2 separate regions of the Mus musculus genome follow, and region 1 is linked to region 2. The links are chromatin contacts, called in public promoter capture Hi-C maps. All regions are on one chromosome and are shown on one strand. The core of a region is the stretch at or near the end of the contact, and the rest is flanking DNA. Distances in the headings are between cores, read along the strand shown. Region 1 overlaps Tdp1 (tyrosyl-DNA phosphodiesterase 1). Region 2 holds the start of Tdp1 (tyrosyl-DNA phosphodiesterase 1).

Region 1 (6,944 bases), core at 2,806-5,305, 58 kb after region 2:
CTCCTTTCTTCAGGCTTCGCTCCCAGAAGCCGTTTGCAAGCCTCCCTTCTTCCTGCTGCCAGATGGTCTCTGTTGATCACAGTTCAGCCTCCTGGTGTGCCTCCCTTCTCCCTCCAGCCAGTGACTCCTGACCACCAAGCCACACACACCCCCTCGCTGCCAACACCTCTTCAGTTTTTTTATATTTATTTTATTATTTTATATGTTATGTTTCCCTGAATGTGTGTCTGTGCATCGAGTGCTTTCCTGGTGCCCATGAGGGCCAGAAAAAGGTATCAGTGTACCTGGAACTGGAATTGCATACAATTGTGAGCCATCTTGTAGTTGCTGGGAGTCAAACTAGGGTCCTCTGAAAGAGCAGCAAGTGCTCTTCATAACTGTGAGCCATCTCTCCAGCCCCTCCTAGAACTTGCTCTACATGGGCACATGTAGGGCCCATGATTCTTACTGCTCTAGCCAGACCTAGTCCATCTTAGAGAGCAGCTCCATGCCCCCAACCTTAGCTATTCCACCTGCCCCTGAAGGCACTTTTTTCTCTGCATCCCAATTTCCCGGATCCTGGACTCCCTTCATCTTCCACTTGTAGGGTGGATGTTGTTAGCATTCCCTCATTCCGCCATGCTGTTCTCCTGTGAGTGTGTGGAGGCTCTGCGAACAAGGCCATCAGCTGATGTTGCTCCCTTTAACTTTTTGGACTTGGCAGTCTTCTCTGAGCAGCTGTCACAGAAGCAGCGTGCACAGCAGTTTCTGGAGACTAAGCTTAGTGCAGTGCATAGCTTAGCAGATACATCAGTATCACCACATACTGTGTTGTAAAGGCTTCTGAACTGTGGATGAGCTCTCTTGAAGCAGTCTTGTCGATGTTATGTGTTTCTCTCTCTCTCTCTCGCTCTCTCTCTCTCTCTCTCTCTGTCTCTCTCTCTCTCTCTCTCTCACACACACACACACACACACTTTCCTAAGTCTGTATTTGTGTCGAACTCTAACAATGTAATTATCAATACAATTTTCATTGTAATACCAGTCCCTGAATACCCACTAAATAAATAAATACCTTGAAGATTTCTGTGTTGCTAATAACCTTACAGTGTTCACTGACAAGAGCATAGCTTGCTGGGAAATGAGGTCAGAGGTTACATCTTTCTTAGTAACCCCTGTCTGATGCTGATGAGACGCACCTCAATGTGTTTCACTCCAAGGTTTCTGGAGACTTAGCTTATCCAGACTGGTGCAGTCAGCCTGCTGGCCAGACACCATCCAGATCCACCTTCCCCATCAGCCTCCGTGTGTCTCCCGGTCAGAGCTCTATGTCCATGCCACCCACATTTCTGAGTCATTGGCTGCCAGCAGGGCTACTTCTGTCCTAAGCCTGTGAGCCACTGCAGTCACTGCAGCCTGCACACTGCCTTGAGACCAGTGCTGCAAACAGGAATATGTAGATCCAATAGGCCGAGGCAGTAGCTAGAGGTTCTCCACTTTCCCACAACTGTGACAGGACCTGACATTCAGTTATCTGGCCATGTGACTTAGCACTTTTAGGGCCTCTGTAGTAGGTACAGAGCCAGCATGCCTCATTTACAAGAATGCCTTTGACAATTTTAGAATTGATCTAGAACAGCAGTTTTCAACCTGTGGCTCATGACCCCTTGGTGGTCAATGGATCCTTTCACAGAGGTCAAATATCAGAATATATTGCATATCCGATATTTATGTGACAATTCATAACAGTAGCAAACTTAGAATTATGAGGTAGCAATGAAATAACTTAATGGCTGGGGTCACCACAGCATGAGGAACTGCATTAAAGGGTCTTAATTAGGAAGGCTGAGAACACTGCTCTAGATGATGATGTTTCACCCTTGACAGAAACAGAGAACCATCCTCGTCTCTTCTGCGCCCCAGGTTCATTTGCTTCTCAGGCAATGGATTCCTACTTTTCTGTCATCAGGATTAAAAGGAAGAGAAAAGAATCAAGTTCAAAGGCCTTGACTTCAGTCAGCAAGTCTACTCTCCCTACTCTGTTTTGGTTAAATCATCATTTTTGTTGCTGCTGCTTTCAAAGATGGTGCATACCACAAGCTAACGCTGTCTTCTCAGATGATCTTTGGTCAGTCGGGTAGGCTCCACTAAGACGGGTGTGGCTGAGAGAGCTAAAGAAATTCACAAGCACCGCACCTGAGCCCTCCTCCTTGTCCCTTCACACACTCTGTGCCTGGCTATTGCTTGGGCTCCCAGTCTCCCAGGAGGTCACAGCTGAGTGAGTGCTCTGTGGAGCATGTCTTATAACCTTTAAATTCCACCCATGAATCACTCCCACTGAAATAATGTGGGAGGAGACAGACTGGGAGCACACATTGGAGAACCGCCCAAGAACCAAGAAAGGGAATTAATTCTCCAGGGCGCCAAATGGAAAGACGAAAAGACCTGGATCTATAGGAGTCAAAATGACAGTGGAGAAAGGAGACTTGAAGTGAGATCAGGATGGGACCCTGTTTTTCAGCTGGGCTAGACTGGCCCAGTTTCTTTACTCACATAAGCCTGTCCTAGAGTGAGGACCATGTAGTGACAAATTCATGGTCATATGAAAATTAAAAGCTCGAACCTACAAAGGATCTGAAATAAGCCTGGTTGTTTCCCAGAGCTCAAAAAGGCTGTTCCTAGAGATGGGAGCGGTACGAACTACAGGGCTGAAAGCAGAGACCTGTCCTCTAGGCTCTCAGCCAGATCAGTCTTCATGCCACCCCCACTATTGTACCGGTCCTCCTCCTCCCCAGAAGCTGCACTCTCAAAAGCATCCCAGCTACCAAAGCCCCTCCTCTCCAGAGCCCTGTTGGTGTGCCCACTCTGTAAGCCTTCCTCAGACCCTGGCTGGAAGCATCTGAGGGCCAAGGGTACAGGCTACCACCTTTCTGTCATTTGCTTTCTTACCTATCAGCCCAGCTGATAAAGAAGGCGTCTTCCCTTCAGCCTCTTCTGGTTCCCGCCTACAAACTCATATGCTGTTCTAGTTCCAGAGAAACCCACTGCCTTGGGTCTCTGTGAGTTCAAGGCCAACCTGATCTACATAAAAAACCCAAGTCAACCAGGCAGGATTACATAGTGAAATCCTATCTCAAAAGACAAACAAAAAACCAGTGCCTCATGGAGCGTTTTCCACTCAGTTACTACGCAAGCTCATGCAGCTAACAACATAAACCACAGAGTAGACTCCTCTATGTGATTGAGTCAAACTGCTGAGCATAAATGATCCCAGCTGAGAGAGGGAGAAGCCAGCAATTTGTCATGTGTGATTCATGTCCACCCTCTCACCTGGTGTTTTATAAATGCATTGTCTTAAGTACTGTGCCTGGGAGGGTGTCTTCCTCTGTTTTGTAAAATGCCAAGCAATACCACTGTGATATATAAATAATGATAATTAGGAGACAGCCTCAAATAATTTGACATGTGATTGAAGGGAAAAGTGGTGCTTTTTTTTTTAATACCCTAGAATTTGGATCAGAAATGGCATTCAAGAAAAAGGCATATTGGTTCTTGTCAGATGTGGATGGTTCAAACATTCTTATGTCTGAGGTCAGACATCAAAAGAGGAAAGCCAGGCTTGGAACATGTAGGGCATCAAAACTGGGTTAAGGCTATAAAGACTCCCCCATGGCTTCATGGCTGTTAAAGAACATGATGAGTCTCTGAGCTAAAGACTTGTACAGTTGCAAGACTTTCCACTTTCCTGGTTCTCTGTGGCAAATATGAGGACAATTATTTGCATAGTAGAAAGGGCATAGGACCACAAATCCCAAAGACAGGGTGTGTGTGGACAGCTGCCAGCCCAGGTTTGTCTCCTCTTCGCTAAAGCAGGAGTCACTGTCACACAGCACACCCTGAGAACTCAGACTGGCTCCTCCCTGAGAAGGTGTTGGTGGCAGTGTCGGCTAGTAGTGTCTTCAGCTCGCCTCAGCAGGCCCAAGCCTGCAGGCGTTCTTGGTCTCCAGCTTCCTTCCTCTGCCTTTTGCAGTTCTAATTCTTAGGTTTGTGTCTCCCATGACCATGACCACTTCCTGTTTCTCTTGTGAGCGCTCGTGGTCACCCGGCTGAGCAGTCTCCAGTCCAGTCCCTTACCCAAGCTCCTCCAGCTACCTCACGAAGAGCTGTCTCCTTCAGAACCTCTGCAGCTCCTCAGTGCCTCTTGATGAAAACGTCAGACTCTAAATGGATCCCTGGGGTGCAATTGGGTGTGACTGACCGGTAGTCACCAAACAAGTATCAGCAACAAGGCAAGCATAGAAGGCGAGTTCATTGCTTCAAGGCAGGGCTTGAAGTCAGTAGTCAAGCCATATCATCGGTGTTCTGACACCTCCAGCTGATGGACACGAGAGCTCCCGGCAACAAGGCATCCCCTGCCCCCAACACCTCCAGGCTGACTCATGCCGGAGTCACTAATAACCAGATAGCATACCTGGCTTAGTGGAGGCAAAGCACAGACGTCCAGCTCTCTTCTCACTTAGGGGGAATTACTAACAGTCCCAGCGCTGACATCCCCACTCCCATGCCAGTGCACTCAGCTCCAAGAGATGTGCCTCCTCTCAGCTTTTCTGTGACTGTAGTGCTCTCCCCTGATGCTCTCCCCTGCCATTGCTGTTCGTCAAAATTATACCCAAGTTTTAAAAACCACTACAGCACTGTTTTTCTACAAAGCCTTTCCTTAGCCTGCCACAGATGTGAGTCATTCTTCCCCTTTATATTTATTTGTTTGTCCGTCTGTCTGTCCTGTCTGTCTAGCATTTCTGCCATGCCTGTGTCACATACTGCATTTCACAAATCAGTCAACATCTTTGCCACAGCTATCACCTCATACCTGCCTGCAGGCCCTTATGGTTTGGTTTTCCTGTGGTGCCGGGGATTGAACCCAGGGCATTATACATATTCAGAAAGTTCTCTACCACTGAGCCTCATCTCAGGCCCTCTTCTGTGGTCCTTAATGTGTGTTACTGCAGCTGCTGGTATGCAGAAGCCAATAAAACAAGCAAAGTGGCCACTTCAGTCTCATGCCTGCAGCGCGGTGTCTCTTGCATACCCATGGAGCAGCAGGGCGGGTCCTAGGGACTGAAGGTTGAAAAGTTGTACAGGTTGGTTTCTTGTCAGCCTGGCATCTGGGAAGAGAGAACCTCAACCTCGAGAATGTCTCCCATAGCCAACTGTGTGGAACGTTTCTTAACTCGCGGTTGATGAGAGAGGGCCCAGCCCACAGTGAGGGGTGCGGCCCCTGGAGGGAGACATCCACTGGCTATCACCACTAAAGTGAAAACAGGCCACTATTCACCTGTAGTCCTCCAAGACAGTTCTTCACGCACTTACCACAACTTGCCATCATCTGTTAGACTTGTACATAAAATGTTTCTTTAGCGCCTCCTCAACACTGTGCATTCCATGCGGACAGGAATGATGATGGCTCTATTGATTCATGCATATCCAGAGCTTGGTACCATGCCTAACCCAGAAGGGAAGCGTGTTAATCTGTTAGTCTCAGGTCCAGTAAGGTTTCCCAAGGCAGGCTGACATCTGACAGAAAGGTCGTCTCATAAACAAAAGTTCCCAAGTTCCCCCGGGACAGAGGATTATTGGCTTATATATCTGAACTACCCCATAAGGGAACTTTGAAGGAGAGGTTAAGGGGCAGTCAGTGGAACAGAGCTTACTGTAGGTTCACATGTGCTCTGAACGGATACAGTTCTAGCTTTATGTCCACGGACGCTGGGGCCAATGACATCATTGGTTCATAGCGGCGCCATTTGTTGTGCTGTTGATTATTCCGGTTTCACCTGGGTGGGGTTGGGGTCATCACCTTCCCTTTTAGCATTTTAAGACCCCTGAAGGGATAGGAAACCAGAAAGACTACAAGGCTACAAGTTATAAGTGCAGTTACGATATATTCTCAGGAGCTCTAGCATAGCTTCAGCTGGAGAAATAATAGTTTGAATGAATGAATGAATGAATGAATGAATGAATGAATGAATGAATGAATGAATGCATGCTTAGTGAATGCCAGAGCAAAGGCTAGAGCTCGGGGAATGTCAGGAAGCCCCTGTGTGATGCCATGTCCTCTCACATGGTGCCTGTGACTACCCCACCCCAACACACACACCCCTTACTGGGGACTGAGCCCTCTACAGTTGTTTTCTAGTCAGCTGCTAGGACATTGGCATCGTTTGCTATGCCTTTAGGAGGTGGATGTGTTCGGGTTGGTAGAGAGACAGACAGTAGGAGTAAGAGACAGTGAAACAGAGCAGAGAGCAGGGTGCCAGGATGGCCCAGGGTCCCCTGAGGCAGCGCTCACTAGTGTGTTAGGAACTTGTACTGTACAGGCCTGTGAGTCTAAATGATATAAACATTTATAAAATTTAAGGCTTTTCTTAGATTTATAGAAGAAAATAATTTGGGGGAAGGAGTTATAGAACATATTTTCCTGTCCATCATTGAAAATAGCTCTGAAATCACTCATATTCTTAGGGGTATCATAAAAATAAATCATTCTTAAGATCTTCTGGCTACTTTAGAAAACACGATTACGTCACAGCCCCTCCCTCTGTGTCTGCAGGGCCTGGACACCTTCAAAGTGAAACAGAAATTCTTCTCCAGCAGCTGTGAGCCGACGGCCTCCTTTCCTGTGCCCTATGACCTGCCCCCAGAGCTGTACGGGAGTAAAGGTGAGACACAGAGGGAACCCTGATCATGCCCAGCAGTGGAAGTAAGCACCTGGGAGGCAGCCCTGGGCTCCGTGTGAGCCTGGGTCCTGGAAACCTCTGCAAGCCCAGATGTGCAGAGGGTACCTGCTTTCCTGCCTGAGGCCACGCAAGCAACGCCGTTCTCTTAGAGCCCACACGCACTCAGTTACCAGGAATCAAAAAGAGCCTTAATTTATTCAAGCTTCATGTGTGTATTGGTATTTTCTA
Region 2 (7,137 bases), core at 4,410-6,909:
AAGAAAGAGCCTACTCATAAAAGAAGGCAATATAATAAAACAGCAACACATGATCTGTGCAGAAACCTGATGTATACAGCTTGTTAAGTTTAGTAGATACCACTGTTAACAGTTTGGTCTCTTCTAGAGTATTGCTTGTTTTTGCCTAAACAACATAAAACATTGTGGTGAGAACACAGCACTTGTAAAGCTCTGAGACCTGCTTCCAGTAAATATTCACACAGACGCACTTCCCTCCCATTGGTGATAGGGGCTTTATTGTAAGCATTAAGGAAGCCAAGCCTTGACGGTAATTGACTTTTTTTTTCTGCTGCCAGTCCTGAATTTTCCATACTCTTGAGTCCCTGCTCCTCCCTGGCTTCCCTGTGTCCCTTTCCCAAGGATCCTAATCCATCTTTGTCACGAATTCCCCACCCATCTTTAAACCCAGGCTTCCCCAAAGCTCTTCCGATGGGCTGGTGCTGTTCACAGCCTGCAGAGGCTTCCCATGGAATGGCACCGAGTCTTCCCATTTGAGCTACCCCTTATAAACTGAGGCCTAAATCTCTTTCCAGTCCCACCCCCTCTCTACCCCAATGAGGTTCCTGTATTTAAGAGGTAGAACCTTAGAACTCCATATAGTATCTAACAATCAACTGTACAGGGAACACCAATTACCACCTCAAACTCAATTTGCCCCCCACCCCCACCCCCTGTCTCCACGGACTCCTCTGAACCCACTTCCATCTGGATTCTCTCCACTCTTTTACTGCCAGCACATCCAGAACACCAGGGCATAGCTCGTCTTACGGCTGCAAAGGGCTCCTAGATGATTCATAGAATGTTAACAGCTTCTTCAGAATAAATGACACCTACAATAGCTGCCCACCCATCTTGCTCCCCTCCTTCCTGTTTGTTAAATACTTTCTCTTTTTTGATGTCTATCAGTTTGCTCTACGCTACACAAAAATGAAATTGCTTCAAAGCAGAGACTGTACTTGTTCACCTTTACATCTCCAGCAGCTGGCAGATACTCCTTTTATTAAACTATTAAATACATTTCATTGTGCAAACATCAATGTATAAGTGAGTTATTATATGTCTTTTATGAAATGATATTGTGGTGTCATGGTTGCTCAAAGTAACAATTCATATTTAACTCTTCAAAACACATTCTGTGATAGGAATTTTTTATATGTCTCATCTAATTTGCTGACTTCCAATCAGTATTTTATATATTCAAAAACTGTATTAAAAATTGAAACTTGCCAGACGTAGTGGTGCACGCCTTTAATCCCAGCACTTGGGAGGCAGAGGCAGGTGGATTTCTGAGTTCAAGGCCAGCCTGGTCTACAAAGTGAGTTCCATGACAGCCAGGGCTATACAGAGAAACCCTGTCTCACCCCCCCCCCACCCCCCAAATTGAAACTCTAGCACTGAACCTAATCTAAAATTTAAAATACGAGAAGGCATACATTGGACATTTCCTCTCTGATAAAAACTCCTCTCAGGCAAATGCCTGGCAAGTGTATAGGTGATTTACTATGGTTGGGCTTAACTGTTTAGAGACCTATAACCAGTATATCATTAGCCTAAAAAATAAAATGTGAGGGCCAGTAAGATGTCTCAGCAGGTGATGCCTGGTAACCTGAGTTACCCCGAGACTCACATAGTCAAAGGAAAGAAAAGACTCCCATCAGTTGTCCTCTGATGGCCGCGAACTCCCCCATATATGCCCATACGCATAAATACGGTAAATCCTTACAAAGACTTTAAAAAAAACCCTGTAAACCCTCAACCCAATACGCAAAGTAAAAGCTGTCACATTTCAGCCAGCGTACGCACATTACCACTGTCCCTGTCATAAAATTCTCTACCTGGCCTAAAGTTAAAATAAGTAGACTCAAGGGGGATAAAAAGCAAAATGAGACAAGCTATCTTTCCAGGTTAAATACGATGCTTTAAAACATCCACAGCCTGCACAGGTCGCCTGCCTTGGGACTCCAGGTGAAATGATTGCAGGTTAGCAGAGCTGCCGCAATTTCAAAGCCAGTTCAGGCTAGCACTCTGATCTCATAGCTGGCCTCTCAGGAGCTAAAAATCTCCACCCACTCTGAATCCACCCCGAGCTGTCTGCAAACCGTATTGGGGGGCGGGAATATATTTATGGTGGAGTTGTGGTGCATTTAAGCACATCGAAGGGCACAGACATGGGGTATCACAGAGTCCCTGGATACCCCAACTCAGGAGGAGCAGGAGAGCCCTAACTGTGAGTTCTGGGGAGAGGAGTTTGGGGGAATTCCAAGCAGACTTGAGTGCTACTTCTGCTTGATGGTTGTGGTTTACTCTTTTGTATTTGGACAGTGCCTTGACTCTGATTAGTTCCAGTCCGGCAGCTTAACAAGAATGGATCTGTCTCTAAACTGCTTATAACAGGCAAGCAGAACAGCACAGAGACAGGGGTAAATAGGAAACTATCATACTAAAATAGAAGGTTCACTGGGGCTCAGCTGTGGTCTAATTACTGAGGAGGTGTGCAGCCTTTTCGGGAAACTAACAGCCAGAGTATTTCAAGTCCACCCTCCACAGGGTGTACTTGTGGAACTCAGGGAACGTGTGGAAGAAACAGGGTGGAAAGAGTAAGAATCAGAGGAAGTGGGGGTAGTGACACGCAGTGCTGGCTTCTGAGCACCATATGGTTTCTGCACCATTGAATTCACAACAGCTGTGATTACCTGTACAAGACTTGGCCTGTCAAAACCCTGCCAAGGAAGGCAGAGGGGCTATAAGGTGCCCACCTTCTGTAAACCACCCTAAGGAAGCTCACTGGGCCACAATCTGCCTGCCTGCCTGCCTGCCTGCCTGCCTGCCTGCCTGCCTGCCTGCCTGCCTGCCTGCCTGCCTGCCTATCTATCTATCTATCTATCTATCTACCTACCTACCTACCTACCTACCTCTCTAAAAAAAGAAAAAAAGAAAGATAATTAAAGTCAAATGTGTACATCCTTAGACTTAGCAATTATATTTCCAAGAATTTTGGTATCTTCATTTCTTTGTCATTGTTCTAAAATGTTGTCTCATTGTGTAGTCCAAATTGACCTTGAATTCCTGATCTATCAAATGCTCCCAAGTACAGCAATTACATATCCATGATTTATTCACACTCACATACACACCCAGAGGCACATGTGCGCATGTATTCCACAAAAGGCATGATCTATGGGTGTATGTAGATGTAACATGATGATCACTGAGACAATGCTTGCAGGTTAATCCAAACAACAACAAAGGGTAAACTGGCTAAAGAGAATATTGTACAACTGTATTTTAAGATGGTAATGTGGTTTGCTTTGGGTTTGTTGCTAAGTGGAAAATGGATGTTAAGATAAAACAGTGTGGAACTTCTGTAGAAGATTGTGCCTATACCTGTATGTAGAACAATACAGAAGAAACTGGTTAACCCCTGATAAGTGGGACCCCAGTCTAGCGTAAAGAGAAGGGATCTTGTGGACTGTATGAACATATTACTTTTACCAATTAAATAAAGCCACCCAGAAACTTTACTATACGTATCAGCTAGCCGGTGGATTCTTCCTCTTACAAGACCACCTTCCCCTCCCAGACTCCCACTCTCTACCACCCTATATTTCTTATAAATACTCGTGGAGATGTTTGTTGCCTCTACTGGCATAGATACCTAGTTTGCACCTGTTTGGGCCTTTAAAGGGGGGAGGGGTTTGCGGGGAATTAGGTGGTGGAGGCATTTTAGGCTTATAAATCAGAGATTTGCTCTACAGGTATCAGAAAGTATTCCTGGCCAGTTTTCTTAGGATTCATTTCTACAGCATTATCCGCCCCATCTAAAGAAGGGAGAAGAGGAAGGGAGAGAGAAGGAGACGAGGGGAAGAGAGGAAACGTTCTAACCTTGGAGGGTTTGTACCCAAACAGCATTACAATCGCAACCTTAAAGTCCTCTCGGCTTAGGTAGCCTTTGTTGTCTTCATCGCATGCTTTAAATACCTAAGGAATATTAAACATCTACAGTTAGTAAGCCAGAAACCAGAAACACAGACATCTTAAACTCAACCTGGTTGTGGAGCTTTCAAAATGCAGTTTCAGTACTCTAGTTTTAATTCTCAAGCAATATAACCGCCGAGTTAAAGATTTCCCTCTGTCCCCTCTCCCCAAAGTTTAAGGAACTTGACCAAGTTTAAGGGGCTGACAAATCCATTCCTCTAAACCGCTGGAATAAACTGTACTCGAAAGCTCAGTCCTGGGATTGGGAAGGTGATGGGACGGATAGGAGGTCGAGGTGATTATCCGTGGACAGTGTGGTGGGCGGGGAAGTGATCAGAGTCCTGCAGCAATGCCAGAACCAAGAGGGGTGACAGAAGTGGCCCTGGTCAGGCTTAAGTCTGAACTCGGGTCGCGCTCCCACACCTACTTTCACCCATTTCCTGCGTTCTGAGGCGCTGGCTTCGCCTGCTCGGGGCCTTGCGCCTGCCTCTGACAAGAACATCGCCACCGACACGGAGACCAAGCCAGGCGTCTCCTCCGCTGCAGCGAGAACACAGACCAGCCACTGCGGCCTCGCCCACCACCGCTGGGACTCAACTTCGCCGCGCAACTCCAACGTCTCCTCCCATTGGTCAGTCTCCGAGCCACTGGCGTTGATTTCGTACTGTCATTGGTTAAAGGCGCTGTTTAACGATGGGGCGGGGCCTCAAGGCCCGCTCCCAGACCTTGGCCCCGCCCCTACTCGATTTTTCTTGTCTTAAGGGAGGTCTGGTACCTCTGGGCTCTCTTAACTCGTTTTGATTGCTTTCAGGCTCTCTCCCAAATTTACAATAAACTCTTTTTGATTATTCTGACCCGTGTCATTGCTAGATTTGGCAGGAGACACACGAAGAATGTGAAAAAAAAAGCACACAAACACAAATAATGAGTGAACACCAAGATTCATTTTTAAACTGCAAGTCTTTGGACGGCCTTCGCAGAGCAGCTACTATGTTTATTTTCGCCCTCTTGGTAACCCTGGCACGTAACACTGTGTCTAGGACAATTAAACGGAATGTCCCGTTTTTTTGAATGTTTACACAGAATTGATTATTCAACCCCCCGGAAGGCGATGCCTGACGTGAGGCTGACTTAAGGAACAGCACAAGAATCCCATACCAGACATCTTTATAGAAGATGAGGAATACCCTCTACCCTTCTGGCAAATCAGTGAGATTGACAAGAACATGACCGTTTCAAAGGAGAAACCTTCAAAGGAGGTTCTGAGTCTGATGGGAGCTCATTTAACTTTTTATCTAGCAGTCGATTTTAAAGTCTGAAGCAGCTGTCTTTTTCTACCGCTCACCCATCTCCCAGAGCACGCCGCTGTCTTAGCCTTGAGAGCCTGAAGCTGCCTAAAAGCATCCCCAGAATGGAGTCGTTGTTTGCAAATTAACCTCGAGAGAGAAGCTACCACAGCTTTCTGTTTCTCTCTTCTTTCAACAGGAAACTAGCAGAGAGTGAGGCGTTCATTCGGCTCTTTTCTGGTCCTCTTGGTCTCAGGCAAATGAGGCTGTCTTTAGGACCCAGTGGGGGGCTTCCGGAAGGGGAAGCGGCTGGCTAGCTAGGCGGCGGCGCCGGCGAGTTTGAACTGCGCGCATGCGCGGGCGCGCCGCGGGGCGGAGTCTCGGCGGCGGCGGCGGCGGCCTGGCGGGTCAGGTAGGTGTCTGCCGCTGCGGGCGCCGGCTCGGGGCGGGCTCTGGCGGCAGCGGCGGCGGTAACTCTGCGCCCGCCCTCCTCATGGCGGCGCGATGGCCGCTGCCATCAGATGTGGTAGTGGAAGGCCAGCAGGGCTCGGTGAGGACCGCGAGGAGAGCGGCGAGGCCGGGGTCCTTGGGCAGGGTTCCTCCGCTCTGAGTCCCGGGAGCCCCGGACCCTGCGCTCCTAACCCTTGGGACGCGCTGCAGAGCCGCTGGCCTTCGCTCCCTCCGTGGACCACGCTCCACACCAGGGACACCGCCGTGATATTGGGCTGTCTTGAGGTTGAAATGAGTCTGTACGCTTGGAATTGTGTCTGGGCAGAGCTGAGCGCTCGGGGAACGTTGGCAGCTTTACGATTTGCTTACTGTACCCCCAAATTACTGCTCCTTGACCATCGTCAGCACCCCACAGCCCAGCTCCTGCAGAAGCGTCCTTATCGCCACGTGTGCACAAAGTTGTGTTACATATGATCATTTTAAAAGACTAGACGGGCCAAGGCACTCTCACTGGGAGTCCCATTGTCTTTAGAATAAAATTCGGCTTTTAACTTGCCTTACTGTCCCCACCCCTTCTTTCTGGACCATTCCTGTGTTACAGTTAGAACCTAGCTACCTCCTCCTGGCCTTCAGCAGGTTGGATTCCATCTGTCTGGAATGTTTCTCGACTGCCTTTTAGCCCGCGGATTCCTTTCCCTCCCAGGTCTCATGCTATGCCACAAATGATTCCAAAGAAAAGTTATCCCTGTAAAATGTAGTGAGCATCTGTAGTCATCTTGACTTTTAGGCTTTTTATGTGTTAATGTGTGCCTTTCACCCTGAAATTAAACCTGTCTAGGATAGAAGCTTTATATTATTAACTCTTTATCCCCGACCTCAATTCTGCTTACTTCCCGGCTCAGAGGAAGGACCACCTTGGAAGAATCTGGTGCCTCTGTCTTAAATGTCTGAGGAGTAGTGTCTATATAGAAGAAATACTGAGTCTGCTCAGCCAACCGGGGAATAGTGGAAGCAAGGTTCTAAGCGGAGTGCCTTTTTTTTTTTCATCAGCTGTTGTGTGTGTGTGTGTTTGTACACACACCTATACAGGCAGTTTCCGACTGTCTTCCTCAGTTGCGCTCTGCCCTGTTCTAGTGAGTCAGAATCTCACAGAACCTGAAGATGGCGGCAGTTTTCTTTCTGGGTGACTGGCCAGTGAACTCTCAGACCTCCTTGACTATCACAATGTTGGGGTCATAGGCACAGGTATTATGCTGGGCTTTGGAACTCATGGCAAACCCTCTTATCCACGGCTCAAAGCTCTAGCCCTCCATGCATATTTTTAAAAGCCCTTAAGGAAATTTCTGATGACATTCTGAGTTTGCTGTCTGGTGAAAGGATTCCATAAGATTTTTTCCCCCATCTT

The links. Promoter capture Hi-C pulls out the DNA fragments that hold promoters and counts their contacts.
Region 1: a contact with region 2 is called in a promoter capture Hi-C map of macrophages, with 5 read pairs. The contact joins the enhancer-like site here to the promoter of Tdp1 in region 2. A contact is called at or near these places in 14 of 39 promoter capture datasets (the 3T3-L1 cell line, the HPC-7 cell line, cranial neural crest and 10 more), 5 of 484 Hi-C or Micro-C datasets (astrocytes, bone marrow-derived macrophages, cortical glia and 2 more), 3 of 115 datasets of contacts at active chromatin or transcription factors (effector CD8 T cells, embryonic stem cells and memory CD8 T cells) and 1 of 9 other capture datasets (pancreatic islet).

What each region holds. Positions count from the first base shown.
Region 1 is chr12:99,938,651-99,945,594 of GRCm38.p6, forward strand. It overlaps Tdp1 (tyrosyl-DNA phosphodiesterase 1), which reads left to right. Exons shown (of 16, transcript NM_028354.5): 15 at 6,590-6,698. Among named protein-coding and RNA genes, the nearest start is that of Kcnk13, 22 kb to the right of the region's middle. Within about 2 kb of position 4,056, at least 90 of the 459 cell types and tissues checked have an H3K27ac peak or open chromatin away from gene starts, as enhancers often do. A contact at or near this core is called in the HPC-7 cell line, bone marrow-derived macrophages, cortical glia and 4 more, where this site is marked.
Region 2 is chr12:99,878,859-99,885,995 of GRCm38.p6, forward strand. Tdp1 (tyrosyl-DNA phosphodiesterase 1) reads left to right here and starts at 5,660. Exons shown (of 16, transcript NM_028354.5): 1 at 5,660-5,694. Efcab11 (EF-hand calcium binding domain 11) reads right to left here and starts at 4,584. Exons shown (of 6, transcript NM_030172.2): 1 at 4,424-4,584; 2 at 3,904-3,999. The coding sequence starts at 4,498.